Linked DNA regions of Sus scrofa: region 2 is linked to region 1. Evidence: chromatin contacts called from public promoter capture Hi-C data. All regions are on one chromosome and are shown on one strand. Each heading gives the region's core, a stretch centred on a gene start, on an enhancer-like site or on the middle of the called end of the contact. The rest is flanking DNA. Distances are from core to core; before and after follow the strand shown.

Region 1 (2,700 bases), core at 109-2,608:
AGACTCTTAAGTGTAGGGGACTCTTTCACAGAAAACGTGTTTACGTAGGTAATATTTTTGTTGTTGTTTTTTGTTTTTTGTCTTTTTAGGACCGCACCTGCAGCATAGGGAGGTTCCCGGGCTAGGGGTCCAAATGGAGCTGTAGCTGCTGGCCTATACCACAGCCACAGCAACGCGGGATCCGAGCCGCCTCTGCAACCTACACCACAGCTTGCAGCAACGTTGGATCCTTAACCCACTGAGCAAGGCCAGGGATTGAACCTACAACCTCATGGTTCCTAGTCGGATTCGTTTCCACTGCGCCACAAGGGGAACTCCCCATAGGTAATATTTTTATCAACATTTTTTCGTTAAAAGTGTATTCATTTTACAGGTGTTCGAATCTCGAGCATGTCTGCTAATAGCAGACAGCTGGGTTCTCATCCGGGCCTCTGTGGGCTGTTGTAGCATCACGTGCCCTGGAGCCTCTGAAAAACCCCAGAGAGAAGGAGGGTAAAAAAAGTCACATAAGGTCTTGCTATTTATTAGTGGATCTCTCGAAAAAAGGTCTCAAGAACCCTCAAAGATTCCCCTGACCACCCAGAGAACGACCATACAGGCTTTCCTGTTCCGGAGGAATGGAAGCAGAATCAAGCCCAGGAGAGTCCTAGTGGGAAAGAGCATGCGAGGCTTCTGAAGCTGTGGACTGTTAACAGGTATTCACTTTTTCAATTACGCCTTTGGAGCGCCGTAGCCAGTGGAAGCACAGACCTGTGTCCTCTCTGGGTGACAGCTTATGCACGCCTGTTCTCCAGCTCAGGGCAAGAGTCTGGGGCCGGGGGAATGGGTGGGGGGCGGCTGCTGCCATACCGCTGGCCTGGCTGAGGGTCCGCGAAGAGCATGAGGGTCTTTGCAAAAGCACCCAGGACAACCTGGCTCGTCCTGGCTCATCCTGTCTCGTGTTTATGAGCAGGAAACGCGTTCTGACTCCCAGATGCCTCCTCTTAGCTGTCAGTGGAGCTGACGAAGCCCTGGCCACAAAGTTAGCTCTGAAAATTTCCGAGCCCAGGAGGAAAGTAGGGCTGTGATCAAACTGAGTTGTAGATTTGCTGTTACCCCAAGCAAACTGACAATGAAAGGGCAGTTTTCTGTTTTTGGAAAGATTCAGGGATGGACCTCCAACCCTCTGGTTGGAAGGGCCCTGGGGCCTGGGTTCCTGGTCCGCCATTTAGGCCGCTCATTTGTATGACCCTGAGTTCTTTGTCCTGGCCAGGCCTTCATTTCTGCTGTTTGTCAAATGAGAGAAGCTGGACCATGTATTGCTAAGTCCCTGAAACACAAATAGTGCTGGGATGGCGTGTGCGACACTGAACCTGGTGTGAATGGCCACATTCCTGGGCCCCAAAGCGCCTGGGCTTCTGAGTCAGGCTGCCCCGGTCTGAGGCCTGACCTGCCGCTCACTTGCTGTGTGACCTTGGGCAAGCATTTCCTGTCCCAGGAGTTAGCAGCTCTCCATGTACGTGGAAAAATAATACTTAATAGTGAGGAATTAATGACTTCACACATGTAAAAAAATACAGAAGCCTGTCCCTCCAGTGTTCAAGAGCTATTGGTTTTCATCTTGTTTAATAAATGAGGGAACAGACTCCAAAAAGAGGGATGGTCACTTGCCCAAGTCGTACAGCCTGTTAATGGCAGAACCAATGCAATAGTTTCCTGATAACTGACCCAGGACTTCCCCTCCCCACCCCCGAGACAATAAAATGGGAGGAATCCAGGTCACCTCCCTTTCCCCACCCAGGGTCTGCCAGACAGATAAACTGATCGCTGCGGGAGTATTTAGTACCTGCTAGGTACTAATTTACAGTTTCATTTAATCCTCACTGTAGCTCTCCGGAAGGTAGAAACTGTTATCCCTCTTTTAGAGATAAGGGAACGGGCTTAGCAAGAGGAACCTGCCCACGATCACACACTTAGGAAGCTCTGGAAGGAAGCCTCAAATCCAATCCATTGCCACAGCCATTCTCTTAATTACTACACGATGCCTCCCCCTGCAGGAAGATTTGGAGTCAATTATCCTGGGACTCCATTTAGCACAAGACTGTTGAGAAGAGAGGATCAATGAAAACATTTCCTTTACTCAGTGTAGCTGAGAAGTGCTGCTGTGTAAAACGGAACTCTCTTAAGAACCAGGTATTTTGAGTAAAATAGATGGATATGAATCCATCTTTATGATGTTTGTAGGATGGCAGATGTCATTATTTCAAAAAAACGAAAAACAAAAACCCCATCACCAACGGTAACTTGATGGGAACAATCTTTTCCAAACACAAAATATTCTTCTTCTTGGGAGAGATACTTGGCCCAAACAGCTATTCCAGAGAGAAGACCTACGGAAAATCTGATGTGCAGCTGGAAGCCACGGAATCTTAGTTCATTGCCAATATCACACAGGGAGAGAAAATTGCCTGCCTTTCCTGGGTTGTGGTTAGAAAATTAATCTGATTCCTATTGCTCTACATTTGTAAAAGTGCAGATTTTAAAAACTATGATGAAAGATAATATGAGAAAAAAAATGTATATATGTATGTGTGTGTGTGTGTGTGTGCGTGTGTCTGGGTCAGTGCTGTACAGCAGAAATTAACACAATATTGTAAATCAGCTATACTTTAATTTTAAAAAATAGAAGAAAAAAAACCCCACTATCTAGACACAGCTACA
Region 2 (2,713 bases), core at 163-2,662, 96 kb before region 1:
TAGATAAAGTCATCCCAGGGACTCTGCAGGGGATTGGTTCCAGGAGACTCCACAGATTACCAAAATCCACAGATGCTCAAGTCCCTTATATAAAATGGTATAGTGCGATGACAGTGACAGTACTGTCACCTTCTGTATCTGAGGATTCAACCAACTGCAGTTGAACTGTGGATACCAAGGGCCAACAGTACTATGAATTGCAACTCTTCGGTCAGAAATCATCAATATTTACTCAATTCAACGGGGTACTGCTCAACTTACAATTAAGGTAATTTGGGTTGGCTAAACACTGCACAAATTCCAACTCCAATTGAAACCGAAGTCGATTCCCAGCATCATCTAGGAGAGAAGATATCAAAAATCATCCAAAATAAACGTCACTGAATACTGATTTGTAGAAAGAAAACATCAGTAATAAACCTAATGCTGAAATACACTTCTTCATAAAGAAGGGCATGTGATATTTTCCTAAACTGGGCGTGGGAGGAGAAAAACCTTTCTTAGAAGTCTAAGGAAAGCAAAGCCCTGATTAAAAGGAGTAAGACGTTTCTCTAAACTTAAAGACAAGTCATCAAAGAAAGCAAGAACACACAGGTCAGAATGTTTATGACCCGTGAGCTACCATGTAAGAAATTTAACAGTGATCACTGGGATAGATTAGGGTAACTGTGCCTTAATTTTAATAATGCATTACAAGTAGCTAGGTGATAAAGTTAGTAAACAAAAACAAAGTGAATGCTAAAGCCACCAAGAAAAAGTTCAGAATGCAAGCTGACAGAGGCTACGGCGAGTACACAAGATCAAGAAGCGTGTGCTTAGGTGAGAAGCGTCGTTGGTAGTATAATAACACAAATGTGTCGACGATGTTTTAACTTATGCAAGCTCGTTTGAGACGCAGAAAACAAACCGAAGATTGGTTTAAAATTGAAATTCTCTTTCTCGTTCTCGCCGGAAGCCAGTGGTGCCGGTGTCTGAAGAGCAATGAAAGAAAAAGTGTTGGCCAACAAATTAAACTCTGAAAAGGCCAAACTACCTTCACCCTTCCGACACTAGAAAAGTCCGCGGCCCTCCCGGTCCGAACTCACTCTGCCTGAAAGAAGTCAGGCCTGAAAGGAGAACGCGGGGGAGCAGGAGCGGGGGTTTGGGCCCAGGATAGTTCTACTTGCGAAGACGCGTGGCTCCGAGCGCGACTCACCTGTCTCCATAGCGACGGCGGCGGCCATCACGAGCAAAGACGCTAACCCACAAGCAGCCCAGCACAGCAAACGCCCGGAGCCGCGGGGGACGTGCCGGAAGCCGCCGCTCCCTCTTCCTGCCGCGGGGCAGTGTGGGACGCGAGGGCGGGATCAGCCTCGCGCGGGGGCGGGTGGCTCCGCCCATCCGCCCGCCCGCCCCGGCCCAGCCCAGCCCAGCCCCTCCTCCGCTCGCGGGAGCTCCTGACAGACGAGGGGGCGGTGCGCCCGCTGACCGAGCGCCTGAGGGGCCCGGCCCAGAGTTGCCAAGGAGTTTTCACGTCCCTCCCCACCCCTCAAGGAAACCTTGTCCCCAAGTCCCTGTGTCGTGGCACCCTCGTCTAGCGCTGTACCTGCGTCACACAGGCATGTGACGTCACTCGTCACCCTGTGACGTAACCCGTCGGGGAGCGTGAGGCGGTAAGGCCTCCCGAGGCCCGCTCGGTCCGTTACCCCCGTGGAATGGCCTCACCCCTTCGGGGAAAGCCCTCGCGGCCCCGGGCGGCGGCCGCCCGCTACGAGGAGACGTCGACGGTACGCGTAGAGACCTCGTCCCACCGCGTGGAGACATCCTCCCGCCAGGTGCAGACGTCCTCCCGGCGGGTGGAGACCACCCAGCACTGCAGCGAGGGGCCCTCCGTCTCCCCCTCTGGGAAACGGCTCCCTCGCGTCGTCGAGGTGTCCCAGCACGTGGAAACCTGGCAGCGCACGGAAACAGCCTCCCGCCGCGTCAGGGCCTCGTGCCTGCGGGTGGAGACGACTCTGCACCGCGTAGAGAGCCCGCCGCGGCAGGAGCAGCCGGCAGGCCGCCAGAATGTCCAAAAGGCCCCATGAGATGCTTCCTTCTCCAGGGCCACGACAGGGCCATGGCCCGTGGCCAGTGCAGATCTGCCTCCAGTTCGCAGCCGGCCTGCTGCCAGGTGGACCGATTCCCTTTGGTTTCCTGGAAACAGTCCACAATCCACAAATCAATGTAAGAAAGAGCCAAGCTGTGGTTTCAGGACTCAGCCAACATTCACTGACCCAGCTGCACCTTGGACTATCCTGCCTTTGACCCTGTGAACTGTTTTAACTTGAAACCAGCACAAAAAGTTCCGGGCCCCGGATACTGTATGAATTGAGTCGATGGACAAAGAGGCTCTTTGAACCTCTCAGACAGGTGAGTGTGGGGGTCCTTAAGCCCTGAATGACCTTTGCTGCTTCAAATTTAAGGACAGGGAGCAAGCAGAAATCATGACCAGTGGATTGATTATGTGCCCGCTGAAAACCTGGGGGGCAGGGATCAGACTTTCCTTAATTAGTTAATTCCTTAATTAGTTGGCCTATGTTTATATTTCAAAGCACGCAGTTCTTTTCTTTATGCTGAGCCCTTGTGCATGGTACCCCCCCCCGCCCCCCAGCCACACATGTTTTAACATAGGTCAAGTGCAGTTCAAAATGGAAAATGAAGGTCAACCATCAACAATCAAGAATAATTTTAT

The links. Promoter capture Hi-C pulls out the DNA fragments that hold promoters and counts their contacts.
Region 2: a contact with region 1 is called in a promoter capture Hi-C map of liver, with 4 times the contacts expected there. The contact joins the promoter of C12H17orf100 here to the enhancer-like site in region 1. A contact is called at or near these places in 4 of 5 promoter capture datasets (fetal liver, liver and skeletal muscle), 27 of 47 Hi-C or Micro-C datasets (adipose tissue, alveolar macrophages, brain and 15 more) and 2 of 2 datasets of contacts at active chromatin or transcription factors (alveolar macrophages and skeletal muscle).

The regions. Positions count from the first base shown.
Region 1 is chr12:50,631,734-50,634,433 of Sscrofa11.1, reverse strand. No RefSeq gene overlaps it. Among named protein-coding and RNA genes, the nearest start is that of XAF1, 27 kb to the left of the region's middle. Within about 2 kb of position 1,358, at least 10 of the 83 cell types and tissues checked have an H3K27ac peak or open chromatin away from gene starts, as enhancers often do. A contact at or near this core is called in fetal liver, fetal skeletal muscle and liver, where this site is marked.
Region 2 is chr12:50,727,467-50,730,179 of Sscrofa11.1, reverse strand. It overlaps C12H17orf100, which reads left to right and starts at 1,412. Exons shown (of 10, transcript XM_021067715.1): 1 at 1,412-2,391. The coding sequence starts at 1,695. The coding sequence ends at 2,066. It overlaps MED31 (mediator of RNA polymerase II transcription subunit 31), which reads right to left and starts at 1,499. Exons shown (of 4, transcript XM_003358216.4): 1 at 1,196-1,499; 2 at 262-339. The coding sequence starts at 1,223.